Linked DNA regions of Hordeum vulgare: region 2 is linked to region 1. A link is a contact called in public Hi-C data. All regions are on one chromosome and are shown on one strand. Each heading gives the region's core, a stretch centred on a gene start, on an enhancer-like site or on the middle of the called end of the contact. The rest is flanking DNA. Distances are from core to core; before and after follow the strand shown.

Region 1 (5,652 bases), core at 1,021-3,520:
TTTGGCGTTAGCATCTGTTTCATATTTTTATTTCTATCGAACGGTTTTCTCGGCTGAATTAGCATTGTGCTGTGCAAACAGATCGCCGGTCGGAGACGCACATTTACAAGACTTGAAATTTGAAGTGAGAACAGCTGAGAACATACATGATCAGTACAGGCAATGGTAAACTGGAGTGAAGCAAATAAACACGCACGCAAAGGGCTACACCATCAGACACACTGCTTGCACAACGCATTGCCCTGTGAACCTACGCGCTTCCAAGAGGAATGTTCAGTTGCCCGGCACGACCGCACGACATGGGTTGGAGATGAGGAATGTTCACTTGCCCAGCACGACAGGGGTTGGACGTTCGTTGGTGGCCGCCGGGGGCTGCTGGTCGAGAAAACGGACGACGACGCAGGTGATGTTGTCGGCGCTTCCCCTCCGGGTCGCCTCGACGAGGAGCTTCTTGGCCGCCTGCTGCGAGTCCACGATCGGCTTCACCATGGCCACCGCTTCCTGGTAAACAGAGCAGTCATCTCAGAATTCTGCTTCTTGCTAGCTGCGAGTTCAGTTCAGCTCGTACAAGGATGAGTGATGTTTTTTACCTCGTTGGTCACGACGTCCCACAGTCCGTCGCTCGCCAGGATGAGGAACTCCAGAGAGCTGTCGACCACCTCCTCCTGTTGTGTTCCAAAATCTCATGTCAGGGAACAATGTTTCTGTCTTGGTGACACATGGTTGCAGAACTCTGAAGATAGATACTGACCTTGATCTCTGGATCGGCAACCACGTACTGCTTCAACAGTTTGTCACCAAACGCTCGAGAAACGGCAAGCACGCCGCCTACACGCCATGTACCTACAGATTACATTGCCACTGAACAATGAGCCGAAAGATTCAAATACCAAACTGGAAGCTACCACTCTCAGAACATGTCAATATGTACACACCTGCCCACATGACGAAGCCTCCGGCATCCTCTATCCTCTGCCTCTCGTCTGTCTGGTCAGGCTTATGGTCCCTTGACACCGCTATAGCTGCACGCACCATCAAGATGGTCAGGATCATGATCCATTCATACAACAGAGACATGCACAACCTGATTAATAGCCACAGGTGAGGCACGCCGTTCCAAATTGCTGGAAACATGATCCGAAAACGATGTCGATCGGCGCTTACCATCACCACCTCTACAAATGACGGCCCTGGAATCCCCAACGTTTGCCACCACCAGGCGATCACCAACAAGAATGGCCGTGGAGGCCGTCGACCCTGCATCTCGGTTGTGGGCGGTATCGGCTTTCAGGAGCTCTGAATCCGTATGGGTGAAAGTTTCAGCTGCAGAGGAATATTATATTTCAGTGACGAAATATCAGTGCCCAATTAAGCAATAGTACGTTCTGCAATGTGTTCTGATCAACAGAATGCTATGTCGAATTCAGGGAAACATATATAACAGTACCAATAGCAGACTTGGTATCGGTGAAGAACTTTGGGTGCTTGATTAAGTTGCTGAAAAGGTTCTGCTTGACGAACTCCGCCGCTCGAGCTCCACCATGGCCTGCAGTAACGGATCAGTAATCAGCCATCTCTGCTGCCTAAGGTAGTTCGCTGACAAAACTCCAAACCCCATATTATCTTACCGTCGAAAACACCGAACAGCCCGACGGTCTCTCCATCGACGCCATCGATTCTTGTCTCGTGGAAGTCCTCCATGGAAGATCTTTTCCCTAGGCAGCTCGCATAACCATAGCTAAACTTACCATTCTCACTGCCACGATAAAGAACAAATTAATACCATCCACACGGAACAATGATCCGAGCTAAAATCCTTTAGATGCATTTCAGAATTAACTCGCCATCGTCATTAGAATGCCATAACATGATGCTAGTATATATACAACAATAACAAATTTGCCATTTCCCGCATGCATGATGATGATGATGATGATGATGCACCAAAAGTTAGAAACCGAACGCGGACAGGGACAACAGCGGCGGTTCACCAAGAAGAACGGCAAAGGTGCACGAACGAGAAGAAATGGCGAGATCACGTCAGATGGTATACCTGAACCCGCCGCCACTGACAGGCCTGGTGTCCCCGCGGTGCCCCATCTATCGGCGGAGGATGACAACGGCCGGCCGGATTCCTCTTCAACGCGCAAGCGCAACACGGCCGGTGATGGCGGGCGGCGACGAGGGAAGAAGAAGAACCAATGGTCCCGGGAGCCTCTCGCGGTCGTAAATAGGGAAGCTGGAGGAGAAACCGGAGGCGGAAGCTCAAGGAGCTCGTGCGCCTAAAAGGGGGGCGGGGGCGCGTGCGGTGGCGGGGGGAGGAGCCCGACGGGCGGTGCCGTGCGGGGGCACGTGGCGGCGCGGGAAAGGGGGCGGGGTCAATGGCGTGGACGCGCCGGGAGGGCCCGTGCAGTCCACGGCTTTTCTTGGATCTCTCGCTCGACCATCATCATGGACATGAGAAGGGTCGACTCTCTCCCCTCCTTCGTGTTGGTTTTGGTTTCGTGGTTCTGCGCCATGACTCGGCTCGACCGGCCGGGCGTCGGCGAATCGAATCGGGACGGTGGCGGTCGTGGATTAGGTCGTGGACACGGAGGCGCTCGCATGCACGTGGCGTGGCCATGGGCCATGGCGGGACGAAGGTGTGCGTCTCTGGATGAGTTACACGTGTCCGCTTGCGGTGCGGCACACGTCCGAGCGCCCAATAAATGGTACGAGTACTGCGCTGCCGGCTGGCCGGCACGTCAGTGTTTGGTGCCGTGACGAACTTCTAGCGGCGGTGTTGATTCGTACTTCCTCCGTTGCTAAATACTCGCTCCAAAAGTATTTAGATTACTTTTTTTGAATGGATTTATTCAGCAAAAGCCTCGACAGAATCTGTCAAAAGAAACGTTACAAGAAAACTAGGTTTTGAGTCAAGCCAACATCCTGTCACATCATGTGTGCTTGCTTGCTTGGCACACAGATGCGGTACCGGCTGGCCGGTCCGTGCACACGTCAGTATTTGGTGCCGTGATGAACTTCTAACGGCGATGTTGATTCGTACTTCACTACTTTCTCCGATCCTAAATATAAAATATATGTCTTTTTAAGGTTCTGACACATGATTCTGTCACATGATTACTATATGTAATTCATGTCAATAAATAAGCGAATTTTATATTTTCTAAACGTTTTTGGTTTGTTTTCACGTCCCAACGCAACCAATACCATGGGGTCTGAATAGGACGCATGACAGGCTCGTGCGATAACTGCTCGAATCATCCGTGCGCGTGTTCTTTTGAAACAGGCTTTCGCCCCGCTTTATAGATAAAGCAAATACTCCAACATCCAAACAACCACAACCCAACATAGTGAAGAAAAAGAAAATTGTTGGGGCCAGAACACAATCACGCCCAAGTGAAAGGAGAGGAAACATAAAAGGCCACCATAGGGGCAAGCTAAGAAGCAGGCGAACGGACGGAGAGCCGTCGGGCGGACGTCAGCAACGCGTCCAAATACAGCTGAAGCCGGTCACGGTCTCGGGGCCTAACGAGCGGATGCCAGAGCTGCAAGAAGGCAAGAAATTTGAAGAACGAGTCAGAGACACGCCGCTGAAACACGTGCTCAATCATCATTTTATTGCGAGTAGTCCAAAGAGTCCACATCATAGCTGCGAAGACAAACCAGAACAATCGGCGCTTACAGCCAACCTGAGTGGCCCTTACCTGCAGAAACTCTGCAAGATCATGAGCCTCCCACTCCGGTTCCAGAGCCTCACGCACAAAGCACCAAAGTGCCTGCGCAGCTACGCAAGAGAACAAAATGTGTGTTCCCGTTTCCGGTATGCGACACAGGGGACAGATGTCGTTGCCCGGACCATGGCGTTTCAATACCTCGGTCCCCGAAGGCAAACGGTCTGAGAGAAGCTGTCAAACGAAAATCTTGATCTTCAGGGGCATCGGGGCTTTCCAAAGAGGGGATAGCCACGGAAGAACTGGCAACTCGGAGAGCGCATGATAAGCCAAACTAACGGAGAATTCTCCCGAAGGAAAGAGACTCCAAGAAATAGTGTCATTGGCCGAAGAAACCGGAAGAGGGACTACTTCCTTCAAGACATTCCATTCCTGTACCTCGGCTGGTCCAAAGGAGCGGCGGAACGCAAAATGCCATCTGTCCTCCAAAGCAGCCGCAAATACAAGGATAGTCGGGTCGTCACAAATAGCAAAGAGCCTCGGAAACCGCAAGCGCAGAGGATCTCCAGCAAGCCAGGGGTCCAACCAAAATTGGGTCCCAGACCCATTGCACACCGAGAACCGCAAACCCAACCTAATATCATCCTTGATGGCCTGGATAGATTTCCAGAACTGGGACCCAGCCGAGTGCGAGCAGGCCAAGAGGGGCTTACCCTGCAGGTACTTGGACTCAATCAGCTGTAGCCACAAATCCCCATCTCCCCGCAGGATCCGCCACACCCAATATAGCATGAGGGCAACGTTCATACGGCGAGACACAGGGATGTCCAACCCCCCTCGGTCCTTCGGCAGGCAGATGTCAGCCCACTTCACCATATGGTATTTAGGTCAACCATCCCGTGCCTGCCAGAAGAACCTAGCCAGCTCCTTGTCAAAGGCACTATGCACACCTTCGGACAAGATGTACATCCCCCTCATGTACATCCCGTGCGTGTGTTCATAGTTGTTTCCCTCGTCTCTCTCTATGGCAAGTGGGCTCCATGTCGTTTCCTTAAACAATCGCCGGATTCCTCGTGCACGACTCCCTCTCCTCATGCGTAGGTTGCCCCACTCCACCCCACTCCTCCGCACTCTGCCATTACTTCCCTCTTCCGCTTCTTCCCAGTGAACCAAGGCGGAATCGAGGTCATTTCCCCTTCTTCCTGAGCGAATTAAGGCGGGAGGCTGCTGGTTGCTTCTGTGGCAGTCGGCGATCAATTTGTTCCGGTGAGATTTCCTTCGCCCCCTTGTGTTTGCGCCGTGAGGTGAACCCGGGGTTTCGCGGGCGATATGTGGAGCGTGTAGACGTGTTTTTTCTGGTGTAGCGAGCCGTTTCGTTGGTGTGTTAGTTTTCGTACTTGAAATTAGTGTGCAGAAAGGAGTTGGGGTGTGTTTTTGGGTTCGTTCCAATTACGTTGGACGCAGTTGTGGTGATGTAGTTTAGGCGTAGGTTTGTGCGAAACCTGTGGTTCAAGATCAATTTGGTTGAGGTGGTCATACGCGTCTGATTTCCCTCGCGTTCCATCTCGTTTTGGTGAAGTTTTGAATGTGGCAATGAACTCTATAGTCAATCCCCTTCCTGATGTATTGCACAAGGTTCTAGTGTAAATTCGTATTGCGATAATAAACTATGATGATGCATATCTACCAGGACCCTTTGATTAAAATTACCACTGTATTTGCTATGTGTCACCATGAAATTGCCTGCTAGGGCACATGCTTCAAATCCAGCAAAATGCTTAATGTTTCTTACTATGTTCTTTTTCTTGTCAATATCATTGTATTTGTTAGTGGTTACCTTGAAACCCCACTATAGTCGAGTTGTTTCATATCTAGCATAATGCTTAAATTTTGCCATGGCTTATTGTTTCAGATTACCATTGGATTTGTTAGTTGTTACCTTGAAATTCCTCTCGTGTTTTCAAAATACCAGAGGTAA
Region 2 (5,652 bases), core at 864-3,363, 560 kb before region 1:
CAAGATCAGGGTCGGTGGAAGGATCCCACACAGCATCTGCCGCGTCACCTAATCCATGTATGCTCCAAGGCTGAGAGTAATGGGCATAGTACAGGCAGTTGCTCCTCCCTCCCCACTTCTCCGGGGTCAAACAAGAAAACGGCGGGCTCCTCACATCACCCCCTACAAAGAGTGCCCAGTTGTCCAGCTTCTTCACCTCCACCCATTTTGCAGGTCTGGTTGACATATCAAGGCGGAAGGGTTTATACAAGACTGATGCTCCAAATGATAAGCTCATGTAATGGTCAACCATGAGAAGCATATCACCACAGACCACCAACCATGGTCTTAGATATGGGCATTCAGTCCTGTCGTCCCACCACTCAGTTGTTATCTCCTGCAGGCCAAGCTGGGGGGCAAACTTCAGAATGTAGATCCTCTGGGAATAATCCATGGCAATGAACTGACCATTGAATTCCACAATCTGATCTATCCGTGCATCCGAAAGCTTGAGTTCAGACCAAGAGTCACTTCCAACCGGCCAATCAAACAGGGAGGATTGAGTGCTGACAAGGAGATGGCAGTTCGGCGATGCAAGGGGAGCTGTCAGGGTGCCACCAAAGTAGAACTCCTCCTCGCAGTCACCACTGAATGGGAGACATGGAGGTGAAACCTCGGCACCAGTGAAAACATCAACAATAAGACACTTTCCTTGGCGGCAGCAGATGAGATGGCCATACGAAGAGCCAGCAAAACGCATCCTCTGGAAAGTTTCTTGAGGAATCTGGCAGTGGAGGGCTCTGTTCTGGTTGGCTAGATCAATGACCTTACATGTGCGTAGCTTGTGCCGACCATTGCTGGAAGGGAGATGAGGGGCTTGGACACGAATATTGGGTCGGACGAGGAGAGGCGGGAGTTTGGTGCAGATGGTCGATTTGGATGGGTACGAAGAGAAGGCAGCACGCCAAGAACCACAGGTGCTAGCAAACGCAATAAGGTCGATGAAAGATCCCAACAGAGGAACAATGGAGTGAAGCAGTTTATCTGGGAGGTCAGCCCAACCTTGGTGCCCCAACACTCCTGGGGGAGTGGAGACAGATGGGTTAGACAATTTGCTCGGGCTTTGCGTGATGGCAAACTCTCTGCAAAACACAACAAATTCAAGGAAGAAAGGTTAGAAAGATTAGTCCAGCAACAAATGAAGAAAGGCAGACAGCATGCTTGGACCATGGATAAGCAATTGAGCACGTGTTGTTCTCCAGATCTTATATATCCCTTACATGTCAAGAAAGTCGACACTTACAAATAGCAAGAAAGTCGACACTTACAAATAGGCAGCAGGTTGATCGATTGAATTTGTAAGATGGTTGTGACAGGGCTAAGATGATAACATGCACAGATAAGAATTTTATTTTGGAAAACCACCATGTAGTTAAAACTTCTTGTGACAGCGAAAACCACCTGCATCTTCAGAGCATGGCATTGAAATGGTGACGAACGCTCTCGCATTTTGCTTGGCTGTAAACACTGAATAAACCATCTGCAGTTATAGCTCTATTACTAACAATGCCCTACCAATACCGACTGTCAGTACATGCACAGTACGGATACACTGAAATTCCAGGGGCGCTTCAACTTGGGTAGTTTTTATACTCCTTCCCATGTGCAAATCACGTAGTGGGGTATGACGAACGCTCGACCTAATTTTCTTCTCAAAACCAACAAACCAATTCTACTAGCCGTACACGCGCATCCCATCTAGGGTTCCAAGGCGGCTCGGTAGTATATCTAAATCGTTTACGGCGAAATCGAGTGAATAATCCAAACCAAAGGACAGCAGAGACGCGATTCGAGTTCTTCCCACGAGAAGGATTGCTTGCAGGGTTGCACGACGGAGTAGATAAACGACGCGCACACGAGAGATGAACGAGGGAAAAAGTGATGAGAAACTAGGGTTCAGGGAAGAGGGAGAGGGCGGGAGAGGGGGAGGGCGCAGGCCTTGAGGAGGATGCAGGCGCTGGCGACGACGACGTCGACGGCGACGGCTGGCGGCGTCGCCGCAGGCGGCTCGCTTTCCTTCCCATCCGCTTCCGGAACACCCTCGAGCAGTGATCTCTCTCTCTCTCTCCAAACAAGGCCGCAGGGGGGCAGGGGAGGTCCTATCTGCCGCTCTCTGGGGCAAATTGCTGGCCGCACGCACAGGAGGATATCCTTACTGGGCCGGCCCAAGTTAGCGACCAGCAGCGAATATGGTGACCACAAAAATGGTCGAGTTATGTAGGCATAGAATGCTCCTAGGCCGGCCCATATTACTTTATTGTTTGAAACAAATTTAATAAATGTTTTTCTACTTTTTTCAAATTCCATAACACTTTTAAAATTTTCGGAATGTTTTTCAAATTTCGTACAAAATTACTTTTAAATCCGAAACACTTTAGTAAAAATATCAGAACATTTTACTAAATTCCGGAACATTTTTTCAAATTTCGGAACATTTTTATAAATTTTTGAACCTTTTTTCAAATCCAGAACATTTTTTGGAATTCTGGAACATTTTCTAATATTCCTGAACATTTTTTAAATTCTGGAATATTTCTTAAAATCCGGAACATTTTTCTAATTTTCAGAACTTTTTTATAGAAAAATCCGAAACATTTTATTAAAAATACCATAACATTTTTTCGAATTCTGAAACATTTTTTAAAATTCCAGAAGTTTTTTTTAAATTCTAAAACATATTTTCAAATTCTGAAACTTTTTTGAAATTCCGAAATATTTTTTAAAAATCCAATTTTTTTTAAATCAGTAGTAAATAAAAAAGAAAACAATAAAAAGAAAAACAGATTCAGGAAATGTTTTAGAGGGTGCTTGGATCCAAGGGACTAAAACTAGTCTGATTAAAAATAATCTCTTTAAGAGGCTAAAGTTCCAAGAACCCCTGATTAAAGAGAGGCTAAAACTAGTCTTGAGGCTAAAATCTTTTAGTCAGGGGTACCCCTACTAAAATGTGGATTAGTCCTCTCTCTCCTCATTTAACTCTTCTCCTTTAACAAATGCAAGTTCTGGATTGGAGGGTTTGGAGAATAATAAATGTTCATTAACTTGATTTTAGTCTCTTTAGTATTTGGATCCAAGCATGGGTAGCCCTGCAAGTTTTAGTCCCACTACTTTTAGTCATGGGACTAAAACGTATCCAATCACCTTCTTAGAAAGCTCCCAAACCAGAAAAAAAACGGCAAGAAAAAGTTTCCAAAACCGGAAAACTTGGCATATAAATGGGCCGGCCCATTCCCAAACACTAGTCGGATGCGCCTGTCCGAAGACCAGACAAGGCGACGCAGAGAGCGTGGATTTCTGGGGGGCAGCGCCATGTCTCGCGTCAGGAGCCTACGTCTATAGGCCAACCCAGGCGCGCGCGAATTCACGGACTAGTTTTATTCTTTATCTTCACGTTTATTTTTCCTTTTTATTACTTTAGTTTCTATTTCCAGATATTGTTAAACATTTTATTTATATAAGTTTAGAATTAAATATTTGAAAAGAAAAGTTAACCAAGAAACTGAAATAATTTAAGTGTGTATAAGGAAATGTTTCTCATGTATAAAAAAATGTAAAAAACAATATACAATATGTGTGTAAAAAATTTATCCTGTATTTAAGAAAAGTTAATAAAGTATTTGGAAACTGTTAAATAAGTATCTGAAACATGTTAATCAAGCATTGGAAAATGATTAACATGTATTAAAAAAATATCGAACTTGTATTTGAAAAATAGTAATCAACCATTTGAAAATTTGAAGTTTGTATAGAAAAAATTTGACCACGTATAGAATAATTGTTAATCTTTTATTTGAAATTTGTATAGAAAAAATGTTAAAGATCTGTATTAAAGAAGTTTTACCATCTATTCAAAAAAGTATTAAACTTATACTTGTAAAATGTAAAATATGTATAGAGCAAATGTTTCTCCTATATACAAAAAATATACATTGTGTGTGAATAGGAAATATTAGTAAAGCATTTGAAAAAAATAAACAAGTATTTTGAAAAAAATGTTAAAAAAGCATTTGAAAAAAAGTGAAATGTGTATGGAAATATTGTTGACCATATATTAAAAAAATTAACCAAAAAACAATGAAAATAGAAAAAATTAACCATAGAGAAAATAAAACGAAAGCAACAAGTTCAAAAAGAATGTAAAATAGTTAAAATTAATAAAACAAAACAACGAAAAACTCTTGAAAACCAAGAAAGAAAGAAAAAATGATGAAAATGAAAACCAATAAAAAATGACAAAGAAAAATCACTAAAACCGAAAAAGAAAAATGAAAACCAAAGAAAAAAAATGCAAAAGAATGAAATCAATTAAACCCGATAATGAAATAAAGAAAACCAAGCAAAGTACAAAAGGAAAAGAAAAGAAAGCCGAGAAAAAATGCCTAAAAACCGCTAAAGCAAAAAAACATAGAAAAATGAAAGAAAATAAAAAAATAGTGAAAGAAATGAAGAAAAGTGGTAAAAACAAAATAAATCAAAGAAAAAGACGATGAAGAAGCAAGAAAAAAGGGAAAGAAAAAGAAAAGAGCAAATAAAACTTGACCCAAAGCACTATGTGCAACAACGAGTGAGCAATATGAGCTTGCTAGCAAGCGAGGTGAGCTAATGGGCCGGCCCTATAAGCACCCGTTTTTGGCGAGACGAGAGCTATATTGTCTATAATCGAGATATAGCTCTCACGGTCGTAGGAGATATTGTATCGAGAACCTAATGTGGGCTTTTGTGTGTGCTTGTTGTGAGTTGGGCCATACTGAAGCTTCTTAAAACAAGCGCACAACCCCCTAAAATAATAATCATAGATGATAAAAAGTTAAAAAGTAGAAAAAAAATATTTTTGTGTGATCCAAGATACTCAAGTGTGTGATATCCGTTCAACACTTTGGGGTGTTTGAACATTCAAAGAGCTTGTGGCAAGAAAGACGAAATTGGCTGCGAACAATGTTTTATTAATGTTTCTCAAACATCCAAAAATTGTTTGCCATGAGCTCCTCGAATGTCCAAACTTCATAAATTTTGGACACACATCACATACAGGAGCATCTTGCATGCCTAAAATTCAGCTTTTTTTTATTGATTTTACTATTCATGGGCGAGAGCATGAGAGCTTAGGAGCCAAAACTTCGTGTCCAATCAAAAACACCTACTTGATCCTATTTAGAGGAAATTTCCTACTATTTATCCTCTATGAGATGCCGCCTTTCCAAATCCCTATAAAAATGACAATCACCAAAAACCTGTTAGGGGCTTCAGCGCGGGAAAACGGGGAGCAACCTTCCTCAAGCGGATTGGTCACCACGTTGAGATGACCAATGTGACCACCATCGAGCCCGCATCGCTCCTCTCACATTCACGTTGTTGCCGCAACCATGTTACCATTCACGTTGATGCCGTCCCAACCTGTTCGTCGCCATCCGTACCGACACAATGGTATGTCATTGATGTCCCAATCTATAAAGGAGAGGGCAATTGCATGCCTTGTTATTCCAGGCTATCTTCAAGTGGACAAAGGGGAGGGGTACCACATCTGGATCCGATGGAGGGTCTTAGGCCAACTCCACCGCGCAACCCCATCTTGTCCGCGCGCGTCCGTTTGGGGTAGAACGGACGAATACCGCG

Evidence for each region. A called contact is a pair of places that touch in the nucleus more often than the background predicts.
Region 2: a Hi-C map of leaf shows a contact between it and region 1, with 2.4 times the contacts expected there. The contact joins the promoter of LOC123410526 here to the promoter of LOC123409542 in region 1. A contact is called at or near these places in 2 of 6 Hi-C or Micro-C datasets (leaf and seedling).

The regions. Positions count from the first base shown.
Region 1 is chr7H:570,771,266-570,776,917 of MorexV3_pseudomolecules_assembly, reverse strand. It overlaps LOC123409542 (probable protein phosphatase 2C 59), which reads right to left and starts at 2,270. Exons shown (of 8, transcript XM_045102410.1): 1 at 2,054-2,270; 2 at 1,629-1,756; 3 at 1,448-1,546; 4 at 1,165-1,323; 5 at 936-1,022; 6 at 752-843; 7 at 591-665; 8 at 103-501. The coding sequence starts at 2,100. The coding sequence ends at 322.
Region 2 is chr7H:571,336,028-571,341,679 of MorexV3_pseudomolecules_assembly, reverse strand. LOC123410526 reads right to left here and starts at 2,113. Exons shown (of 2, transcript XM_045103474.1): 1 at 1,978-2,113; 2 at 1-1,121. The coding sequence starts at 2,063.